Regions from separate parts of the Rattus norvegicus genome. Here region 1 is linked to region 2. A link is a contact called in public Hi-C data. All regions are on one chromosome and are shown on one strand. Each heading gives the region's core, a stretch centred on a gene start, on an enhancer-like site or on the middle of the called end of the contact. The rest is flanking DNA. Distances are from core to core; before and after follow the strand shown.

Evidence for each region. Hi-C and Micro-C count contacts between places; a contact is called where the count stands out from the background.
Region 1: a Hi-C map of liver shows a contact between it and region 2, with 12 times the contacts expected there. The contact joins the promoter of Zfp113 here to the enhancer-like site in region 2. A contact is called at or near these places in 4 of 12 Hi-C or Micro-C datasets (the Rat2 cell line, hepatocytes, liver and 1 more).

The regions. Positions count from the first base shown.
Region 1 is chr12:22,142,938-22,149,790 of GRCr8, reverse strand. Zfp113 (zinc finger protein 3) reads left to right here and starts at 2,364. Exons shown (of 5, transcript NM_001427518.1): 1 at 2,364-2,460; 2 at 5,540-5,662. The coding sequence starts at 5,608.
Region 2 is chr12:22,055,240-22,062,015 of GRCr8, reverse strand. No RefSeq gene overlaps it. Among named protein-coding and RNA genes, the nearest start is that of Azgp1, 14 kb to the right of the region's middle. Within about 2 kb of position 5,320, at least 27 of the 93 cell types and tissues checked have an H3K27ac peak or open chromatin away from gene starts, as enhancers often do. A contact at or near this core is called in liver, where this site is marked.

The DNA of each region.
Region 1 (6,853 bases), core at 1,115-3,614, 91 kb before region 2:
GACCAAAGACTTCCCTGAGCCGTTTCTCCAGCCCCACGAGGACAGCATTTTATGTCAAACAAAATGCTTGCTTGAGAACCAGGCATGGTAGGACACACCTGTAATTCCAGCACGGGGGGAGGCAGAAGCAGAGGGATCTTTATGAGTTCCAGGCCAGTCTGGTCACCATAGCAAGTTCCAGGCCAGCCAGAGTTTCAGAGTGATACCTTGTTCAATGAATCAGTTGACTAATTAAAAGATTCTATTTGAAAATGTTGGGTTGGAGAGATGGCTCAGTGGTTAAGAGCATTGACTGCTCTTCCAGAGGTCCTGAGTTCAATTCCCAGCAACCACATGGTGGCTCACAACCATCTGTAATGGGATCGGGTGTCCTCTTCTGGTGTGTGTCTGAGGACAGATATGGTATACTCATATATAAAATAAATAAATCTTTAGAAAAAGAAAATGTTAGGCTTGGACTCAGGACTAGTCGGGCCATGCTGATTTGCAGAACTCCCTTCTCCATCCTCACAGCTGCTGTAAAAAAAAAAAAAAAAACAAAAACAAAAAACAAACAAAATATTTGCTTGAGACAAATCACATGCATTATCCTGTGATTCTGCAATCCTCGCTTCCCCTAAGGCAGTATACCAAAACCCAGCAACCAGCACATCCAGGTAGCACCGGCAAACAGGTAGCACGTCTCATATGATAGACACACATTAGCTAAAGAGCCAAACTTTTCTTCCTTCCGTTGGAGCCAGAGTCGTAGGTGGTTGTGAACCTACAGACTTGGGTACTGGGAAATGAACTCCAGTTCTGGAATAAGAGTACGTGCTGTTTACCACCAAGCCATCCCTCTAGCGTGTACTAGTGATTCTTCATTAATGACATGGAATGGGGTTACCTACCTCTCTAAAACCTGTAAGATGCGATATCACCCCTCACTCCTGTTAGTCTCCCCAGCCTATAATCTCTTCGCAACTTCCAGCACAATCTCTCCAGCATTAATAATGCTTAGAATAAATTGTTTACCCCCAAACCACAATCTGCCTCAGGGTACCTCTTGAACCCCAAATGTGAGGCTCATTTATATTATATATATATATATATATATATATATATTTTTTTTTTTTTTTTCCGGAGCTGGGGACCGAACCCAGGGCCTTGCGCTTCCTAGGCAAGCGCTCTACCACTGAGCTAAATCCCCAACCCCCATTTATATTATATTTTAATGTTGATATTTATATGTATTAATTATATTACATTATAGGAAGCTCATTTTAAATATGTTTGTTAATAAGGTAGTTAATTATTATCACTTGTTTTGAGACCAAGTTTTAGTCTGCAATCGAGGCTGACCTTAAACTTCTGTTTCAGGTTCCAAAGCATTGGAATTATAGTTGCGTACCTCCATGCCAAGCTTATGAGTGCAGAATCATTTATGTGAGACGTCCCAGTCTGGCTTTGAACTCAGTATGTACTAAAAAAAATGAACTTGAATTCCTGATCTTCCTGCCACCACCTCCCAAATGCTGGGAATAAAGTACTGTATCACATTGTCTGGTTTGTACACTGCTGGGGATGGGGACTCAGGGGTCCAGCCCGGCTAGTCAAGCAATCTAAAAGCAAAGCCGAGGGTTGGAGAGATGGCTCAGCAGTTAAGAGTACTGGCTGCTCTTCCAGAAGACCTAGGTTCAATTCCTAGCACTCATTACCATAGCTCCAGTTCCAGAAGAGGTGATGGCTTCATTTGACCTACATCTTAATCAGGTGTGCATATATATGAGCAGGAAAAACAGATAAAAATAAGAAATTAAATATTTCAATAAATATTAAATGTATTGAAATAAATCTTTTTAAAACTGACTGCCCATGGTGCATTTTTGTTGTTGTTGTTGTTGTTGTTGTTTGTTTTTGTTTTTTGGGTTTTTTTTTTTTTTTTTTTTTATTATAGACCATTCTGGCCACTTGAACTCATGAGATCCGCCTGACTCTGCTTCCCCAGTGCTGGGATTAAAGGCGTGCACACCACACCCGCCCTATGATGTACATTTATATTAACGGATTCTTCGAGTTTCTTATGTTTGCTATGGAGGTTTGGGTGATGGTGTACTCTCAGAACTACTAGAACTTGTACCCTGAATTTCCTGGACCTCCTGCTTCTTCAACCTAAGCATCCTCTCTTCCCAACCTGGCCAGCAGGTGGCGTAGTCTGGTGCGCTTGTTTCCCCAACACAGCAATAGTCTTTGAGTCAGCGAACCATCGAGAGATGAAGACCTCCCATTTTCCTAGAGAGAGCAAGTGGACATTTGCCTTTCGGGTGTTGTATTGGGTGGTGAGAAAGGACGACCCGGAAACGATATAGGGAGGGGCAATTTCCGTTCTTTGTTCTGTTCTCGGTTGTGTGGGACTGTGACAGGGTCCAAGTGGACCTGTTTCGTGTCCGGCCCCCTAAGTCTTACGTCCCTGTCCCCAGGGTGAGTGGGGCCACATCCTGGACTCGCGGTGAGGTGGAAGTTGTGGTCGCCGGGGAAGGGGGTTGGTGTTCACACGTCCGCGGCCCGCGGGGGTTCTGGGTCCACCTTCCTCCTGCAGTCGCTGTCCAGCTCGGCCACCCCAGCTGCACGCCCGCGTGATCCCTCGTGTCGCGTTTATTGGGACTCCGGGCTTGCTTTTGTGTCTCCCACCGTCCCCAGCCCCAGTGTTTAAAGTCGCCAGCGTCGCTCTCCTTAAAGCAGCTGATGACAGACTGCCACCCTAACTTGGTACTCTCAGTACACCGATTTCTGTGCTGGGGTAGGAGAAGGAAGTTTTTCATTAGTTGGATCAGAGAACCAGAGAGTGACAGCAGTTCTGGGTCTCAGTGAGAACTAGGGCTTGGGAGGAGGTGCGAACTCTGGTTCTCGGGGACCTCACCAAGATCTCATGTCCTATAGATACGGATAGATTGTCCCGTTTACTGCCTGATACCCTTTCATGGACAAGCCGGAGCAGGCTGCCTGAAGAAGTGGCTGAATATGTCTAGTGCATTAGCTCGCTAAGACACTGAGAACCTAGATGGACACAGACGCTTCAGTCCACCTCAGCTCTCTAGGGTGTAGTGAAAAGACAGTGATGGTAGTTTCCCTTCCATACCGCTTAAGTATCTATATTAGAAATAAACTAAACCTGATTTTTCCATCTTGACCCCTTTAATCATACATCACCAGCAGCACCTAAAGCAATGGTTCTCAATCTTCCTCATGCCGTGACCCTTAAATGCAGTTTCTCATGTGGTGACCTCCAAGCATAAAATTGTTTTTGTCACTACTTCATAACTGTATTTTTTGCTACTGATATGAACCGTAATGTAAATATCTGTGTTTTCTAATGGTCTTAGGTAACCCCTGTGAAAGGGTTGTTCAACTTCCAAAGGGGTCATGAGAAACACTGACCTAATGTGAATTTCCAGGAATTAGCCAAATATGCTGGCTCACATCTATAATCCCAGGACAGAGGCAAATGAAGCAGGGGTATGAATGAGGCCAACCTGTACTATACAGTGAATTCCAGGCTAGTCTGGGCTAGACCCTAATTCCTACCCAAGAAAGAAAGAAAGACCAAAACAAATAAACAAAAACCTTAGAAGTGAACAAAAGGTGCTAAGTTTCCAGTCATGGCTACTTTAATCTTATAGGGATTTACTCCAAGAAAGAGGAAAGGATCTGGAAGGCAAGGCCCCTCTTGGCCTGTGCTCACAGTGAGGTGGTCTTTCTTGGTCCCCAGGAACAGCACGAGAGAGTAGGGTTAGTAACAGGGCAAGGGAAAGGCCCTGCCCACGCCTGGATGGCAGGCCCACAGTTTTACTCTGTTGTTTGTTGTTCTTTTTTTTGACGAATCTCACTACATAAATAACCCTGGCTGTCCTTGAACTCTAGGCTGTCTTTGAACTCTCAGAAAGGTCTGCCTACCTCTCTGCCTTCTAAGTGCAGGGATCAAAGGCCTGCATCACCATGCCCAGCTTTTAGGTTGTGCACATGTGTGTGTTTCTTTGAGATAGAGACCAGGTTGGCAACTCACAGTGCTGCTGTCTCACCCTCTCAGGTGATAGAATCTTAGGCCTGTGCCATCTACGCCAAGTGGCTGGATCCCCTTTTTGTTGTTGTGCAAGACAGTTTTTCTTGGTAGCCCTGGCTGTCCTGGAACTACCTCTGTAGACCAGGCTAGCCTCTAACTCACTGCCAGCCTGTCTCCCAAGTCCATCACCCAGCAAAACATTTCAACGGTATAATTTTTTTTTAATTTTTATTTTTTGTCTTAAACCTATAAGTGAATTGCCTCCATGTCTGTCTGTCTTCCACCTGCATGCTGTGCCTAGTGCCTGACGCCAGAAGAGGGTACCATGTGGTTGCTGGGAATTGAACTTTGTTCCTCTGGAAGTACAGCCAGTACTCTAAACTCCTGAGCCACGTCTCCAGCCCTTTGATTAACCTTTTATTGTTGTAGTTTTTGATGTTTGTTTTTGGGTTTTTTTGTTTTGTTTTTTTGTTTTTGTTTTTCTGAGACAAGAGTCTCAACAGCCTGACTGGTTGATCTTTAGAAGAAGGTGATTTTGTTGGTTTTGTCCTTTTTGAGATGAGGTCTCATACCCATCTCAGACTGTCCTATTTTTATTTTTATTCCCTGTGAATGGGTGTTTTGCCTGTGTATATCTCTGTGTACCATGTGCATCCAAGTGTCCCCACAGGGCACATAAGGGCATCAGATCCCCTGGGACTGGAGTTGCAGAAAGTTGTGAGCTGCCCTGACGAGAGCAGACCTGTGTGTGGAAAGGCAGTCAGTGCTCTGAACCGCTGAGCGTCACTCTAGCCCCTTGTGTGATTTGCGAGGCAAGATCTCAAGTAGAACTAGAGGAAGCAACACTGGGGTTAGTTTTTTTTTTGTTTGTTTGTTTTAATTGTTTTTTGAGATAAGGTTTCCTTTTGGAATTTATTTTTATTTCGTGTGTGTGTGTGTGTGTGTGTGTGTGAGAGAGAGAGAGAGAGAGAGAGAGAGAGAGAGAGAGAGAGAGAGGGAGATACCGAGACCTGTGGAGGCCAGAAGAGGGCACTAGACCCCCAGGAACTGAAGTTCCAGATGTTGTAAGTTGCAATATAGGTGCTAGGTCTTCAGGAACCTGGGTCTTCAGGAAGGCTCTTAACCACGGAGCCATCCCTCTAGTCCCAAGGTAAGGTTTCTTATAGCACAGGTTGGCCTTGAACTCCTGATCCCCCTACCCCTTCCTCCCTAGTGCTGGGATTACGGGTGTGAGACACCATACCGGACTCGGGGTCAGTCATTTCATTCTGTGGAGTGATAGCCACCTCACTGTTAACACTTTTCACTCAAAACGTTGGGTGGGTGGAGCAAACTGTGGAAATCTGGATTTCTTGTGTGTGTGGTCTCATTACAGGGAGGCTCTGAAAGAGCAATCCCATGTGTCTCTTCTCACTGTTCCTGGGTACTGAAGTGCAGTTCCCTCTTTCTGAAATCAGGAGGCATTTTTTAAAAATCAGTTTTGATCTTTTGTTTCTGCAGTCCTTCAAAACCTGCCTCCTGCAGAATCTACAGCTAGCAGACCAGCGACCAGAGCGTTTCCCCTGCCCATGGAAACCCAGGCAGACCATGCATCTCAGGAACCCCGGCCCCTGTTAGAGAGCAGTAAGGCATGGGGTGGGGGTGGGGGGCATTCTCATCTCTTTCCGTTGTTTACTTGTGTTTTGTTTTGTTTTGTTTTGGAGACCGACCGGGTCTCACTTTGTTGCCGTGGCTGGCCACAGACTCAGTGTGTACACTAGGACGATCTGAATGTCAGAGATCTGCCTGCCTGTGTATCCTGACTGCTAGGATTAAAGGTGTGGACAGCACACTGGGCTTGCTTGTTTGATTTTGAGACAGAGTCTCACTATGTAGCCCAGGTGGCCTTGAATTTTCCATGTTCTTGTGTCTGGAGTGTTGGCCTTAAACATGTCTATTACCACGCTCTGCTCATTCTCCCACCTCCCCACCTCCCTCCCTCCCTCCCTCCCTCCCTCCCTCCCTCCCTCCCTCCCTCCCTCTCTTCTTTTTGAGGCGGGGTTTTGCTGTGTAGCCCTGGCTACCCTATGCTGTAGGGCTTCTATAGCTGTAGACCAGGCTCTTCTGTAACTCCCAGAAATCCACTACCTCTGTCCCCAGGGTGTTGGGATTAAAGGCATGTGGCATCACACCCAAACTAAAATAACGTTTTTGTTTTTCTTTTTTAAAGATTTATTTATTTATATGAGTACACTGAAACTGTTTTCAGACACACCAGAAGGGGACATCGGATCCCATTACAGATGGTTGTGAGCCACCATGTGGTTGCTGGGAATTGAACTCAGGCCCTCTGGAGGAGCAGTCAGTGCTCTTAACCGCTGAGCCATGTCTCCAGCCCCTAAAATAAGTTTTTATTGAGTTTGTTGTTTTTTGTTTTTTTTTTAATCCGAGTTATGTATTTGTGTGCTGTATATACAGACCTGCGCCACACTGCACCACGGTTCATATGTAGAGGTCAGAGGGAGTTGCTTCTCTCTTTCCATCACGTGGATTTGGGGTTGGTCATCAGGTTTGGTGGCCTCATGCACCTTTATTCACTGACTCATCTGACCTGCTCTGAACTCTCCTTTTGAAATGTTTTATATTATCACATAGTAAATATAAATAATAGTGTGTTTTATTACATTTTCATACTTTTTTTTAAACATTAAAGCATTGTGGGGTTGGAGAGATGGCTCACTGGGTAAAAGCTCTTGCCACAGAGGCTTGAGGACATGAGCTCGAATCCCCAGAACCTACATTAGAGTCAGACATGTGGTAAGAATGCAGTCCCAG
Region 2 (6,776 bases), core at 4,071-6,570:
TAGTTCTCTGGTGGAACTTTTGGGATCACTTAAATATACTATCATGTCATCTGCAAATAGTGATATTTTGACCTCTTCTTTTCCGATCTGTATCCCTTTGATCTTCTTTTGTTGTCTGATTGCTCTGGCTAGAACTTCAAGAACTATATTGAATAAGAAGGGAGAGAGTGGGCAGCCTTGTCTAGTCCCTGATTTTAGTGGGATTGCTTCAAGTTTCTCTCCATTTAGTTTAATGTTAGCAACTGGTTTGCTGTATATGGCTTTTACTATGTTTAGGTATGGGCCTTGAATTCCTATTCTTTCCAGGACTTTTATCATGAAGGGGTGTTGAATTTTGTCAAATGCTTTCTCAGCATCTAATGAAATGATCATGTGGTTCTGTTCTTTCAGTTTGTTTATATAATGGATCACGTTGATGGTTTTCCGTATATTAAACCATCCCTGCATGCCTGGGATGAAGCCTACTTGATCATGGTGGATGATTGTTTTGATGTGCTCTTGAATTCGGTTTGCCAGAATTTTATTGAGTATTTTTGCGTCGATATTCATAAGGGAAATTGGTCTGAAGTTCTCTTTCTTTGTTGTGTCTTTGTGTGGTTTAGGTATAAGAGTAATTGTGGCTTCGTAGAAGGAATTCGGTAGGGCTCCATCTGTTTCAATTTTGTGGAATAGTTTGGATAATATTGGTATGAGGTCTTCTATGAAGGTTTGATAGAATTCTGCACTAAACCCGTCTGGACCTGGGCTCTTTTTGGTTGGGAGACCTTTAATGACTGCTTCTATTTCCTTAGGAGTTATGGGGTTGTTTAACTGGTTTATCTGTTCCTGTTTTAACTTCGATACCTGGTATCTGTCTAGGAAATTGTCCATTTCCTGAAGATTTTCAAATTTTGTTGAATATAGGTTTTTATAGTAAGATCTGATGATTTTTTGAATTTCCTCCGAATCTGTAGTTATGTCTCCCTTTTCATTTCTGATTTTGTTAATTTGGACACACTCTCTGTGTCCTCTCGTTAGTCTGGCTAAGGGTTTATCTATCTTGTTGATTTTCTCAAAGAACCAACTTTTGGTTCTGTTGATTCTTTCTATGGTCCTTTTTGTTTCTACTTGGTTGATTTCAGCTCTGAGTTTGATTATTTCCTGCCTTCTACTCCTCCTGGGTGTATTTGCTTCTTTTTGTTTTAGAGCTTTTAGGTGTGCTGTCAAGCTGCTGACATATGCTCTTTCCTGTTTCTTTCTGCAGGCACTCAGCGCTATGAGTTTTCCTCTTAGCACAGCTTTCATTGTGTCCCATAAGTTTGAGTATGTTGTATCTTCATTTTCATTAAATTCTAAAAAGTTTTTAATTTCTTTCTTTATTTCTTCCTTGACCAGGTTATCATTGAGTAGAGCATTGTTCAATTTCCACGTATATGTGGGCATTCTTCCCTTATTGTTATTGAAGACCAGTTTTAGGCCGTGGTGGTCCGATAGCACGCATGGGATTATTTCTATCTTTCTGTACCTGTTGAGGCCCGTTTTTTGACCAATTATATGGTCAATTTTGGAGAAAGTACCATGAGGAGCTGAGAAGAAGGTATATCCTTTTGCTTTAGGATAGAATGTTCTATAAATATCCGTTAAGTCCATTTGGCTCATGACTTCTCTTAGTCTGTCTACATCACTGTTTAATTTCTGTTTCCATGATCTGTCCATTGATGAGAGTGGGGTGTTGAAATCTCCCACTATTATTGTGTGAGGTGCAATGTGTGTTTTGAGCTTTAGTAAGGTTTCTTTTACATATGTAGGTGCCCTTGTATTTGGGGCATAGATATTTAGGATTGAGAGTTCATCTTGGTTGATTTTTCCTTTGATGAATATGAAGTGTCCTTCCTTATCTTTTTTGATGACTTTTAGTTGGAAATTGATTTTATTTGATATTAGAATGGCTACTCCAGCTTGCTTCTTCTGACCATTTGCTTGGAAAGTTGTTTTCCAGCCTTTCACTCTGAGGTAGTGTCTGTCTTTGTCTCTGAGGTGTGTTTCCTGTAGGCAGCAGAATGCAGGGTCCTCGTTGCTTATCCAGTTTGTTAATCTATGTCTTTTTATTGGGGAGTTGAGGCCATTGATATTGAGAGATATTAAGGAATAGTGATTATTGCTTCCCGTTATATTCATATTTGATGTGAGGTTATGTTTGTGTGCTTTCATTCTCTTTGTTTTGTTGCCAAGACGATTAGTTTCTTGCTTCTTCGAGGGTATAGCTTGCCTCCTTGTGTTGGGCTTTACCATTTATTATCCTTTGTAGTGCTGGATTTGTAGAAAGATATTGTGTAAATTTGGTTTTGTCATGGAATATCTTGGTTTCTCCATCAATGTTAATTGAGAGTTTTGCTGGATACAGTAATCTGGGCTGGCATTTGTGTTCTCTTAGGGTCTGTATAACATCAGTCCAGGATCTTCTGGCCTTCATAGTTTCTGGCGAGAAGTCTGGTGTGATTCTGATAGGTCTCCCTTTATATGTTACTTGACCTTTTTCCCTTACTGCTTTTAATATTCTTTCTTTATTTTGTGCGTTTGGTGTTTTGACAATTATGTGACGGGAGGTGTTTCTTTTCTGGTCCAATCTATTTGGAGTTCTGTAGGCTTCCTGTATGTCTATGGGTATCTCTTTTTTTAGGTTAGGGAAGTTTTCTTCTATGATTTTGTTGAAGATATTTACTGGTCCTTTGAGCTGGGAGTCTTCACTCTCTTCTATACCTATTATCCTTAGGTTTGATCTTCTCATTGAGTCCTGGATTTCCTGTATGTTTTGGACCAGTAGCTTTTTCCGCTTTACATTATCTTTGACAGTTGAGTCAATGATTTCTATGGAATCTTCTGCTCCTGAGATTCTCTCTTCCATCTCTTGTATTCTGTTGGTGAAGCTTGTATCTACAGCTCCTTGTCTCTTCTTTTGGTTTTCTATATCCAGGGTTGTTTCCATGTGTTCTTTCTTGATTGCTTCTATTTCCATTTTTAATTCCTTCAACTGTTTGATTGTGTTTTCCTGGAATTCTTTCAGGGATTTTTGCGATTCCTCTCTGTAGGCTTTTACTTGTTTATTAATGTTTTCCTGTGCTTCCCTAAGTGTGTTCAGGTCTTTCCTGAAGTCCTCCAGCATCATGATCAAATATGATTTTGAAACTAGATCTTGCTTTTCTGGTGTGTTTGGATATTCCATGTTTGTTTTGGTGGGAGAATTGGGCTCCGATGATGGCATGTAGTCTTGGTTTCTGTTGCTTGGGTTCCTGCGCTTGCCTCTCGCCATCAGATTATCTCTAGTGTTACTTTGTTCTGCTATTTCTGACAGTGGCTAGACTGTCCTATAAGCCTGTGTGTCAGGAGTGCTGTATACCTGTTTTCCTCTCTTTCAGTCAGTTATGGGGACAGAGTGTTCTGCTTTCGGGCGTGTAGTTTTTCCTCTCTACAGGTCTTCAGCTGTTCCTGTGGGCCTGTGTCTTGAGTTCACCAGGCAGCTTTCTTGCAGCAGAAAATTTGGTCTTACCTGTGGTCCCGAGGCTCAGGTTTGCTCGTGGGGTGCTGTTCAGGGGCTCTCTGCAGTGGCAGCAACCAGGAAGACCTGTGCCGCCCCTTCCGGGAGCTTCAGTGCACCAGGGTTCCAGATGGTCTTTGGCTTTTTCCTCTGGCGTCCGAGATGTGTGTGCAGGGAGCAGTCTCTTCTGGTTTCCCAGGCCTGTCTGCCTCTCTGAAGGTTTAGCTCTCCCTCCCACGGGATTTGGGTGCAGAGAACTGTTTATCCGGTCTGTTTCCTTCAGGGTCCGGCAGTGTCTGTGGCAGGGGTCCTGCCGCTCCTGGGCCCTCCCCCACGGGAGCCCAGAGGCCTTATACAGTTTCCTCTTGGGCTAGGGATGTGGGCAGGGGTGAGCAGTGTTGGTGGTCTCTTCCGCTCTGCAGCCTCAGGAGTGCCCACCTGACCAGGCGGTTGGGTCTCTCTCTCACCGGGTCTGGGAGCAGAGAGCTGCTGCGGGCCGGGATCCGCGGGTGTGGGACTTCCGGTAAACACAGAACGTGCCCGGTTCTAGAGAAATTCTGCTTCCGTGTGTCCCAAGCTCACCAGGCAGCTTTCTTGCAGCAGAAAATTTGGTCTTACCTGTGGTCCCGAGGCTCAGGTTTGCTCGTGGGGTGCTGTTCAGGGGCTCTCTGCAGTGGCAGCAACCAGGAAGACCTGTGCCGCCCCTTCCGGGAGCTTCAGTGCACCAGGGTTCCAGATGGTCTTTGGCTTTTTCCTCTGGCGTCCGAGATGTGTGTGCAGGGAGCAGTCTCTTCTGGTTTCCCAGGCCTGTCTGCCTCTCTGAAGGTTTAGCTCTCCCTCCCACGGGATTTGGGTGCAGAGAACTGTTTATCCGGTCTGTTTCCTTCAGGGTCCGGCAGTGTCTGTGGCAGGGGTCCTGCCGCTCCTGGGCCCTCCCCCACGGGAGCCCAGAGGCCTTATACAGTTTCCTCTTGGGCTAGGGATGTGGGCAGGGGTGAGCAGTGTTGGTGGTCTCTTCCGCTCTGCAGCCTCAGGAGTGCCCACCTGACCAGGCGGTTGGGTCTCTCTCTCACCGGGTCTGGGAGCAGAGAGCTGCTGCGGGCCGGGATCCGCGGGTGTGGGACTTCCGGTAAACACAGAACGTGCCCGGTTCTAGAGAAATTCTGCTTCCGTGTGTCCCAAGCTCACCAGGCAGCTTTCTTGCAGCAGAAAATTTGGTCTTACCTGTGGTCCCGAGGCTCAGGTTTGCTCGTGGGGTGCTGTCCAGGGGCTCTCTGCAGCGGCAGCAACCAGGAAGACCTGTGCCGCCCCTTCCGGGAGCTTCAGTGCACCAGGGTTCCAGATGGTCTTTGGCTTTTTCCTCTGGCGTCCGAGATGTGTGTGCAGGGAGCAGTCTCTTCTGGTTTCCCAGGCCTGTCTGCCTCTCTGAAGGTTTAGCTCTCCCTCCCACGGGATTTGGGTGCAGAGAACTGTTTATCCGGTCTGTTTCCTTCAGGGTCCGGCGGTGTCTGTGGCAGGGGTCCTGCCGCTCCTGGGCCCTCCCCCACGGGAGCCCAGAGGCCTTATACAGTTTCCTCTTGGGCCAGGGATGTGGGCAGGGGTGAGCAGTGTTGGTGGTCTCTTCCGCTCTGCAGCCTCAGGAGTGCCCACCTGACCAGGCGGTTGGGTCTCTCTCTCACCGGGTCTGGGAGCAGAGAGCTGCTGCGGGCCGGGATCGCAATTGAGCTTCTAAATCGAAGCTAAGTCTCTCCTGAACCGTGCTTGGGCTTGAAGAGGTGTCTGATGAGACTGCCCGAGGTATCCATTGTTTGCATTTGGGAACATCCTGGGGTACAAGGACTTGTCAGCCAACGGGGATGTGTCAGTTACTTTTCTTCTTCTTGTTGTTGTGAAAAACTCCCGGCAAAAAGCAACTGAAGTAAAGAAGGGTTTATTTGGGTTCAGTTGCCGCTGGTCTTCTTGCATCAGCGATCAAGAAGCAGTTGGTGGAGGGGGTGGGCAGGAGGGAAGGAGAAGGTAGGTTGGGGAAGGGGAAGGGGAGGGAGGAATGCTAGTGCTCTGCTTGCTTTGTCTTTTGGTTCGTTCTGGGACCCTAGTCCAAAAAGTAGTGTCGCCCACATTTAGGGTGGGTCTTTCCAACGCAATTTACATACTCTGGGTAATCTTTCACAGACAAGTTCAGTGTCTCTTAAATGATTTTTAGTTCCTGCCAGTCAAATCGACAATCAATTTTAGCCATCACAGGAAATATGGGAGAAAGAACAGTTACTGCTCTTTAGTTAGGACCACTGGATCCGTTTCTTTTTCTGCCAGCTCTTTTTAAAAAATGAAAATAGATTCTTCTCTCGTACACTACATCCTGACCACTGTTCTAGACTCTAGAGAGAGAGAGAGAGAGAGAAAGAGAGAGAGAGAGAGAGAGAGAGAGAGAGAGAGAGAGAGAGAGAGAGTGTCAAGGCCATACTGAGGGTATTCAGGACTACTGAAGGGGGAGTCCCATGGTGGTGGCACTCACTTTTTTTTTTTTTAAAGATTTTTTTCCTTTATTTTAAAGATTTACTTAATTTCATGTGAGCACATTATTGCTCTCTTAGATACACTAGAGGAGGGCACCGGATCCTATTTCAGATGGTTGTGAGCCACCATGTGGTTGCTGGGAATTGAACTCAGGTTCTCTGGAAGAGCAGTTAGCTCTCTTAACCGCTGAGCCATCTCTCTAGCCCCGGCACTCACTTTTAATCCCAGCACTCTGGAGGCAGAGGCAGGGGGATCTCTGTGAGTTCGAGGCCAGCATGGTTTACAGAGAGTTCTAGGACAGCCAGGGCTACACAGAGAAACCCTGTCTCAAAAAACAAACAAACAAACAAACAAACAAACAAACAAACAAACTTATTGAAGGGGGATAGGGACCGGTGGTTCTCAACTTTCCTAATGTGCTTTGACCCTCATGTTCTGGTGACCCCCCAACCATAGAATTATTCTGTTGCTACTTAATAACTGTAATTTTGCTACTGTTATAAAGCATAATGTAAACATTTATATGCAGGATATCTGATATATAACCCTTCTGAAAGGGCCATTGAACCCCAAAGGGATGTGACCCACAGGTTGAGAACCACTAGGCTGGAGTGATGGCTCAGCCACTGAGAGCATGGTTTCTCTTTCAGGAGACCCAGGTTCGAATACTAGCACCTACATGGCAGCTAAGAACCATCTGCAACTCTAGTTTCAGGGAATCTTTGCCCTGCATGTATGCGACATG